Linked DNA regions of Mus musculus: all the other regions are linked to region 2. Evidence: chromatin contacts called from public Hi-C data. All regions are on one chromosome and are shown on one strand. Each heading gives the region's core, a stretch centred on a gene start, on an enhancer-like site or on the middle of the called end of the contact. The rest is flanking DNA. Distances are from core to core; before and after follow the strand shown. Region 1 overlaps Nbea (neurobeachin). Region 2 overlaps Dclk1 (doublecortin-like kinase 1). Region 3 overlaps Nbea (neurobeachin).

Region 1 (3,002 bases), core at 326-2,825, 310 kb before region 2:
AATTTGTATTTAATGGGTAGATTTAGGGGATGGCTGACATAGTAGAATCTGTGTTAGCCTGGAAAAGGTATTGATTGGGAAGTTTCTGTTGTATAATTACTTTTTTTGCCAGGAAAAAAAATTCATGGTGTATTGATCTAGATGGGGGCCTCTGTGCAGCAGCTTCCCTTGGCTAGCAGTGAGTGTCATCTTTCAGCCATGATAAATGGTAACACACTGGCCCCACATAATTACCTTGTGCTGAAATGAACCTCCTATCCCCTTCCCAGCACAGCGATATAACAGCCGGCTTCATCTGAAAGCCGTAATTTACTGGACTAATCATCCTCTTAATACGGGACAATCCGTCTCTCCTAGAGTATGACCTGTGTTGGCTAACTGAAACAGAAACATCTTTTAAAGTAATGAGTGAGTTAAAAGACTGCACAGTGTGCTGCAGTTTTACCACTTCTCAGTTGTTTCTTATCTATGCTGTTCCTGCCTATTCACTCCTGGTCACTGGGGATTCTGTACAGGAGATGTAGACATGGTCAAATGCTTGGTTTGCAGTGGGCGGTGATTTATGAAAATTAGCCTATTAAGTTTACAAAATGACTAAATTTTGTAAATATTAAATATTTATTTAGGTGACACTTGTTTTGAGGAAACTGCCACTTAAAATTCTTGCATATAAAATTTTAAGTCTTAAGCAGCATTTCTGTTTTATAAATTCTTTCTCTTTGACACTTACTTCCATCAAGCAGTGAATAAGCCCCTGGGAATGTAAAGATCACACTGTCCCTAGCCGTTCGAAAGACTAAGATGGTTTCTATTGCTCGTCACTCTTATGACAAAGATGCTGAGTGTGTTACCAAAGACCTGTCCTTCATGCCCCTGCCTTAATACTGTCCCCCCACCCCGTAATGACTTTGATTTAAATAATGCTATTTAAAGGGTGTCAGGCAGTCATTTTAGATCATTGTAAGACCCTGGTGAAGCATTGGATCAAGGTCATTTTCAGAGATTGTACTTAGTTAAATAAATGTACAAGTTTTCACGAAGGGTCCAGCTTTTCAGTGTGCTGTTACAAGCTCCCTCGGAGCCTCTGGGAATACCACATAAAGCATAGCTGCCTCTGCCTTGAAGGCACTGTATTTTATATTTTCCTTCTCTTTGATAATTTTCTCCTCATAATTCTGTTTATTCTCACAACTGAGCACAAAAGTTTTGATTATAAATCAGATCCATCACTTTTGACAGTTGGTGGAAACCCTATATAGAGATAGGAACATTTAGGATCATTTAGGGTCATTTTTTGCTACATTTTATTAAAAATCACTACTTAAAAAAAAAAAAAAGACCGAACAGTTGGAGGATGGACCAGGAGGGGAATAAAATATTGAGTGTAAATAAATAAATAAACAAAACAAATAACAACAACAATGACTGAAAAGTTCCCCCGTGGCTGTAGCCCAGGTTGATAGTTTCGTCCTACCATCATCACAGCTGGCTTCTTGCTGTTCACGGCTAACAAGTGAGATGCATGCAGATGAAAGACACCCTGATCGTGTGTAGTCATTTCCTGTCACGTTACCAGCCTTAAATTACTTCCATGGCCTAGCACTGCTTATCAAGAAAGCCCAGACCCAACTTCTGCATTGAACTGTGCTGTGCTCCAGGAAAATGATACTTCCTTAAAGCCGCCTCGAGAGGGTAGCTCATCACCACACTGTCATTTTCTAAAGTGACTATTATGTTTGCTCCCTGAGGAAATACTGTCTCTGATCAAGTCATTTATCACTTAAATTCTAGAATGCGTGTGCTAAAGTAAACATGTCTCTTTATTTTAATTGTTAACATATTTTTAAATGAAACAAAAAGTTAGGCTAAAATGCCTCAGGTCAAAGTCTCATTGAGCTGGGGTTTTCTTAAATATTTATTTGAGCAAAATGGGAAGGGAAGCTGCACTGAAAGCTTCAGAGGTCAGGGAGCTATAGTGAGTTTGATAGAAAGCAGCTTTTCTCCTTCCGTTTCTAAATGGTCCCTGCTTTGATTATAAGCATTTATTATAATTATCAAGAGATTAGGCCGTTGTTATAGAATCCTAGTAATGGGACCATTTAGAAGGAATATAATGGCAGTTTATTGGATTCTGCAAAGGAAAAGAGTGCACAGATAGAGTGGTCTGTTTTGTGCATGGCTCCACTCCTGGCTGAGGATACTGATTTTATTATTTCATCTCTGTCCTTTCGCTGTGGTAGGTTTTGGTGGCTTGGGGGTGGGGGGTGATCATGTTCTCTAATATGTGACCTGACCTTTGGCCTTTGTATGCTTTTTATCTTGTGTAAACCACACATATGTGTATGTGTTGACTTTTCACTGTTAATATCTTTGCTATAAAAATCAGTACAGTTGATGCCCAGTTAGTTCTGCATAAATGAAAAATGTGGACCTAACATTTTTTTAATATTCCAATTCATTTAGAGACACCCACATGGAAGATATAAGATGGGGGTTGCTGAATTCAGTGGATTAGAGTTCCCTAAATCTGTAACTAGCAGAATTTCAGTATGTGCAGAAGTACAAGAGAACAGTTAGAGAATTGATATCTGTAGAGAGAAGGGACCATGCTGTCTGTCAGAAATGCCTGTGCTAGGAAGAGGCTCGAGTTCAGAAAAGGCCGTTCTCATGCAGTGAGATACTAGGGAAGCTATGCTAGTGATCTTGGATGTCCTGAAAATAAATGATCACTGGCCATCATCCTTGCCTAGCATCCTGTGAAAAATAAGCCTTCTGAAGGTTTTTGGTTCATTATTTTATTTTGTTTTGTTTTTGTTGTTTTGTATTGTTTGTTTGTTTGAAAATTACCTTGTTTTTATCAAAGTCATAAAGAAAATTACTTTTATTTAAATGTTTATATTTTCTGCTGGGATTTTGTGGGGATAGCCTTCCCCCTCTGCCTTCCTCCCTCTCTCTCCCTCCCTTACCCCTCCCCCATCAGCAGTGTCACACTCTGTAGTACA
Region 2 (3,154 bases), core at 456-2,955:
TACTGTAGAGTCCTGGCTGGTCTGGATTTTGCTACATAGACCAAACTGGACCCAAACTCATAGCGATCCACCTGCCTCTGCCTCTCACGTGCTGGGATCAAAGGCATGTACTACCACTCTCAGCTATTCCTGACTTTTTTTGCCACAGCAATAGCTATCAAGTGCTCTGGGGTTTCTGAACCTGGCCTGAGCCATCACTCAGGGGACATTAAGGGACAACTGCTGGACCCAATGCTCACTGTCCTCTGGAAGCCAAAAGTGTCACCAAAGTTTGACTGGTTTTGAAATTTGTCTGTGACTTGCTGGATGCTCTAAACTCACCCCCCCCACCCCACCCCCACCCCCCTTGTTACAGAAGAAGCCAGGGGTTGCGATGGGAGCTAGAAGGAGCGGTCAATCCCATGCTATCTGCTTGCCTCTGGCAGCCTCTGGCACTCAGCACAAGGTCAAAGCAACTGGCCACAAAGCAGGCCTCCTTGGGCAGAGATCTCAGTGTGCTGAGGGCACTATCTGGCTTCAATAGGGACACCTCTTTCAAACTGCACCCAGCAAGATACACTTAATAGACTCCGTTCCTTTTAACAGCCAAGCATGACGGCATTTAATAGCCTCCCAAAGCCAGCGCCTGGCTGCCAGGGTTTGCCTCATTACTCACTGTTTCAGGAGGGGCTTGAAACCAGTATGCACATTTTAGTCATGTCATGCCTGGGAACCCAACCAGTTTTGTCCTGTTTCACCTCCATGCTTCATCCTATTTAGCATTTTCAAAGGACTGGCCTCCTGTGTTTGTTTGTTTGTTTGGCTGGTTCTGTTTTTATTAACCAAGTTAGTTCATTTTGGTCACGGTCCTGATGGTCTGCATATACTTCAGATGCAGAAGTCTCTTCTGCGTGTTCTCGGCCATGATATGGGCCACGGGGGACATCTGCACTTGAGAGAGGTAGAAATGATGCAACTAGACCCACTTTGGCAGCGGGGAGGGAGGTTTAGAGCAGGGTGTGTTTTCTTGTGACTTGCAGCAGGGAGAAGCAATGTTTCAGGCCTCAGGGGGCATGGAATAGCCCAGCGAGCTTGTGGGCTTGGGCTTTGGGTGGTAAGGCCTCCTGGATAAATGGGCCAGCCAGAAAATGCAGCCCTGGCTGTAGGTAGAAAGCAGAGTTGCTGAGAAAGAATCAGGGGCATGAAAAAGAGAAAGAAGAAAATGGACACCCCCCCTCCATCCCATCATGTCTCCATGATCGATAAAATGTCTATTAAGAAGTCCTCACTGATTTGGGGCACTGCAAGGAGCCGGTTTTAGCAGCTGACACCCTCATGTGAGATACTTTGTAAGTGCAAGTGGGACCCAGGAGTACTCTGCCCAGAACAGTGTGAACAGCCACAAGCACTTACAAACACAAGCGCTGGGACTGGGGTCCTCTGCCGTCAACGATTGTTTATATTGAGGAGTTGGCCTGCCACTGTGGGTAAATGAATGCTCCCACTTCCGTGGAGATAAAAGGGAAGCATTTGTGATCAGCGAGGAGAGCGTGTTCATTCTGGGGCTAAATGGCATTATAAAACTTCCTAATTAAGCATAGACGGCAATGAGATTTTAGTGTCATGTCTCCAGTTTAGCTTTACATACTGTGTACGCTGTTTAGTGCAGCAGTAACTATAAACATTGTTGTTACTGCCCCCAGCTGGAAAGCAGAGCGGTTTATGTGTGGAAGAAGAAAGAGATAATCTCCCATCTGCTCCCGCCCGTTACTCAGGGATGTGTCATTTTGTCTGCCGATGGGGACTGTCGCTAGGCTTGCAGTTAGTCTTTTTAATACTGGATCACGTGTATTAATTATTGTGTTTACTTGACACTTTGCTTCTACCCTTAATTCTATAAGTTTTGTAATTCCTCAGAATGTTCCTTTTTCTGAGATTAGATGAATTTATGGATGCTTTAAAAAAAAAAAACAAAAAGAATACAAATAAGTCCAGATGTAATTAGACACACTTGAGGCCTGTTTTTCACCATCTATCAATTCTACATGTAGACGTCTGGCTGATCCGCCCCAGGACAGGACACACAGGGTAAGAAAGGCTGCATCCACCACTACGGCTCGATTTGCATAAAGTATGAAAGGGAGCAAGGCTAATCACCACAGGTAGACTTCTGCTTAGCCTTTGCCCCTGGCACAAAGCCACACTCCGGAAAGGCCCTGAAAGGGCACTGGAAAGGGCACTGAGTGTGCACAGCATGGGCGGTCCACTGGGGAGATCAGCATTTGTGAACTGTGTACCCTGCTGCACTCTCTTCAGTGCTGGAAAGTCAAAAGCTGGGTCTGTGTGCAGGCGAATCATAATTAACTCCCCCTCCCCCAGAGCTAATTTGCTTAGGTAAATGAAACACTAGATGTGGGATCCCCTCCCTTGGACCAATCCTGAAGGCACAAAGATCCCTTTCTGGGAAATCCTCTCACCGAGCCAGGGTGTTTTCCTATTATAAGCAGACCTAGAAACGATCATGACTTTGATCATGATTTTGGTTATTTGTCTGAATATTCTGCTTTTCTAAGCCCTTTGTTTTGAGACCCTAATTATAAAAAATAATTAGGAGCAATAATCAAAGGGGAAATGTATATGTATTATAATATATAAAGTATATATGTATCTATATACACATGAACATATATATATATATAATTTTTTTGTGGTAAAACTTGGCAGTCTGATCCATGAAATGGTGTCAGGCAGATACTGTGCTGCGCCAACCAACAGACTCTATTATTTGAAAAACAAATGCCAAAGCTCGGGGTGCTTTTTCCTTGGTGAGTGCTATAACATGGAGCTTTTACCTGGAGATCATTTTGGAGACATTAAGGTGAAGAGAAGTTCCCTAGAACTTCTCAGAGTTCATGTCTCAAACCATCGCAAGCCATCACGCTTGTGGGTAACTCTAGAGAGATACACACACAATGCCCCTGGCAGGAGACGCCAGCGCCATTGACTGGAATCGGAAACGAGGGGACAGAATTCATAAGCTGGTTAAACAAAGTCACACTTCCCATCGACCCCCTTGCTCAAGCAGAGAAGCCAACTAAAGAATCTGACAGTTACAAAATTCAGAAAGTAAATTCATGCAGGAGCTAGTACATAGAGGGAGGGGGAAGGGAACGGT
Region 3 (3,085 bases), core at 395-2,894, 440 kb before region 2:
CATATGAAATGGAAATGATAACTCTCTCCCAAATCAACTCTGATTCTCAAATTCTATTATACTGTTATAAAATATTATAATGATTATTATAGCTTAAGTAACTTCCTTTAAGTAGCCACAGTTAATTTTAATTCTGAGTTAATCTTTATTGAAAAATACAAAAAGAGGTTTGTATTTTTGGTTGTTAAAAAAAGATTGTAATTCCTTCATCAGTATAAAAGATTTAGATACTTGAAAATAAATATTCTTGAAAGGCATTTCGAACATAACTTAGAACCTGTCCCATGTATCTACATTTAAATATAAAATCATTCAAAAAATTTGGAGGCAACCGATTCTTTTTTTAACCCATTTTATATGCAATTAAAGTATCTCAGAGATTCAAAATAAAATGATATAGATACAATGAATCATTGCATTTAATATATCTTACAATTTAATCAAATGCAGCCTCAGAAAAATACTGCAGGTATTCACTAATTACCAACAAGAGTGCTTGCTTATTGGTTTTGCTATATAGTTGAAATTATGTTTGTATGTTGATAAAAGAAGGTATAGGTTTATTATATTTGTTATTGATTTTTAAAACGTATCTTTATATCAAAAATTTGAGAGATTATTGATAAGAAAGTGCTGTCAGCTTTAGTTATAAAGATTTAATTTATGAGTGTTTCTTAAGCTAAAATATTAAGATTAATATTAGGCAAAGAAGAATAAGCATTATTAAGGCATTACTAAATAGTTAAGTAATGTCACTTTCACAAATAGTCATATAAAATGATTATTAAAAGTTTCTAAGAAGTGGCAAATTATAATATTATGAAGTGTAGAAAATGCCTTTCTGTTCTGAAAAGTCTTGATTAAACAGTTGTTAACTCTGTTTTCTCATGTTTATTCAAATGGTGTTTGTTCCTTCTGGATTTCACATTACATCTCTATTTCACATGTCCAATTTATGTTTATAGGATATGAGTATGTTTATCCCTATCACTTTGTGCCAATCTATGCCTTTTTCTGTGTACACATAAGACTATCAGTCTAATATTAAATAACACAAATTAATAAGCTAATTGAAGTTGTCTGATTTAATTTTAAAGTATATCTTTACTTTTTGTGAAAACACAAATGAATAAATCCAGGTAATTTTTGAGATTTATAGGAGAGAGGATTCAGGATAATTAAGGAAAATATTTTTGTATTGATTTGGATTTATATTCAGATTTCTTTATTAAAACTTACAGCTGTCACCTTAATGGTCACTCCTCTCAGTTACACACACAGCATTTATACTTTTCAGAATGTTATTTTGGAACACTGGGACTTTTCCTGTGTTCCTGGTTGCACTTGTGCAAAATGCAATAGGAATGAAATCATTATTTGAAATTGTTAACAAGTTAGGATGAAATGGAAGAGCACAAAGCATGCTTTTCATGTTTTTATTCTTTTGAGGAAGAGTTTCCATGTAGTTAATATATGCAGTAGCTCAAGTCCTAGCAAATGTAAATGATGAGGTGATATTGATGAAAGGAGGGGATTGAGGTCTCAGGGGCACTGATGACGGATTGAACAGAAGCGGCCTTGCGCTGCACGTAACTCAAGTCTGTCGTCTTCACTACTCAAAGCCGTAATGGGAGGTGGCAGTCTGAAATGAGTTGCCACGGCGAGGAGTATTATTTTTGAAATGCTTTCACACAAATCACTAGGCCCTGCATACAACTTAGTTTCATGCTTTAATGTCATCAGGAGGCACAAATTGGTGTGTCTAATTGTTTGCCACCTGCCAGCAAAATGAGCTGCCAGCCAGCCAGACGGGTTTGATTGTCTGTCAGCCATTCAATAGATTGAGAGTGACAACATCAAAAATGTAACTTCAAACTCTGAAGCCTTGAGCAGCTTTGCAGAGACATCATCCCCACAAGAACTCGTGGACTGCTTCATTTTCCATTCTATTCCTAGTATATTGCTGACATTTACCTTATCTGTCCTAAGGTAGCTAGCTATAATTGCATTATGAGGTATATAAACATATTTCTGAAACACTAAAGTCTGAAATCCAAGTTGTGACATATCTTTTAACAATAGATTGCATTCCTTGAAAAATGGGATCCAAGATGACAGACAGCCTTTAGAATGAAAGTGCAAAAAGCTCCCAGTGACAAACAGAAGGCTTCTATACATAAAGTATTTGGTTTTACTTTTAGTTGAAATAACTGTAAACTCAGTTTCTCAGTTCTTTAACTAGCACTATGTAACTGTACTGGAAATTACTTGTGATATTCCTTTTGTTAACCAACTACTTATTGGTCTGTTGCAGTCATTGCAGCAATGTGTTTCTTAGGCTTAGACTGTAATTTTGGAAATGACGTGCATAAGCAACTGTAGAGACTGGAGTTCTCTTCACTTACGTACACTAGTTGTCTCTTCCTATTTGCAGTAGAGCCATAGAGAATTTCGATGTTTTAAAGTTTATAATTTTTAATATGTAAATAGCAACATCAAATTTTAGAAATGCTTAGGTATAATAAAACAAACTTATTTTTAGAATTTGATATTTCTTCAAAAATTTTATGTTATTCTTCATATAGATGTTTTTATCTACTTGTACAGTAAGTGCTGGTTCTTTTTATTTTTTTTCATTGTATCAGTGAAGATTTAAAAACCTGTTTTTGATTACACTGAATTACCAAAAGGTATATCTCCGAAACCACTCTTCACTTCAGTGTATGTAGAGATTGCACACAATTTTTATTATTGAATGAAAATATATCTTCTGGTTTTGTTTCTAACAGCCATGTGGAAATGGATGTAGCAGTTACAGAATTCTGCAGCAACACTGCACCTCTGGTAGATTTACTAGCAAACTGTGGTTGGCTAATAGTTCTAGTCAGGCTGCCACTAACTGCACCACTGTGAACTCTTCTCCAAATCTGCCAGAGCTTGGGCCCCACTATTAGCTAAAATTAAAGTCTGTATTACACACATTTAGCTTGAGAAGATAGATAATAAATGAAAAAATTTTGATTATTGATATATTTTATTGTTATTCTTTTAAAAATTGTAAATTTAGTCTATTTAGAAAGCTTGC

The links. A called contact is a pair of places that touch in the nucleus more often than the background predicts.
Region 1: a Hi-C map of the N1E-115 cell line shows a contact between it and region 2, with 9 times the contacts expected there. The contact joins two enhancer-like sites. A contact is called at or near these places in 1 of 15 datasets of contacts at CTCF or cohesin (the NIH/3T3 cell line), 9 of 484 Hi-C or Micro-C datasets (the G1E-ER4 cell line, the HPC-7 cell line, the N1E-115 cell line and 4 more), 3 of 115 datasets of contacts at active chromatin or transcription factors (acute myeloid leukemia, differentiating embryonic stem cells and fibro-adipogenic progenitors) and 2 of 9 other capture datasets (embryonic stem cells and pancreatic islet).
Region 3: a Hi-C map of cerebellum shows a contact between it and region 2, with 1.6 times the contacts expected there. The contact joins two enhancer-like sites. A contact is called at or near these places in 7 of 39 promoter capture datasets (the 3T3-L1 cell line, 3T3-L1-derived adipocytes, the C10 cell line and 3 more), 2 of 484 Hi-C or Micro-C datasets (cerebellum and ventricular fibroblasts), 2 of 115 datasets of contacts at active chromatin or transcription factors (differentiating embryonic stem cells and embryonic basal ganglia) and 3 of 9 other capture datasets (embryonic tail, embryonic trunk and liver).

Annotation. Positions count from the first base shown.
Region 1 is chr3:55,827,639-55,830,640 of GRCm38.p6, reverse strand. All of the region lies in intron 38 of Nbea (neurobeachin), which reads left to right. Among named protein-coding and RNA genes, the nearest start is that of Mab21l1, 47 kb to the right of the region's middle. Within about 2 kb of position 1,575, at least 36 of the 459 cell types and tissues checked have an H3K27ac peak or open chromatin away from gene starts, as enhancers often do. A contact at or near this core is called in the N1E-115 cell line, where this site is marked.
Region 2 is chr3:55,522,487-55,525,640 of GRCm38.p6, reverse strand. The region is part of intron 16 of Dclk1 (doublecortin-like kinase 1); the gene reads right to left. Among named protein-coding and RNA genes, the nearest start is that of Gm31796, 19 kb to the left of the region's middle. Within about 2 kb of position 1,705, at least 30 of the 459 cell types and tissues checked have an H3K27ac peak or open chromatin away from gene starts, as enhancers often do. A contact at or near this core is called in the N1E-115 cell line and cerebellum, where this site is marked.
Region 3 is chr3:55,964,565-55,967,649 of GRCm38.p6, reverse strand. All of the region lies in intron 31 of Nbea (neurobeachin), which reads left to right. The region is part of intron 2 of Gm31914 (a long non-coding RNA gene); the gene reads right to left. Among named protein-coding and RNA genes, the nearest start is that of Gm22784, 9.2 kb to the right of the region's middle. Within about 2 kb of position 1,644, at least 8 of the 459 cell types and tissues checked have an H3K27ac peak or open chromatin away from gene starts, as enhancers often do. A contact at or near this core is called in cerebellum, where this site is marked.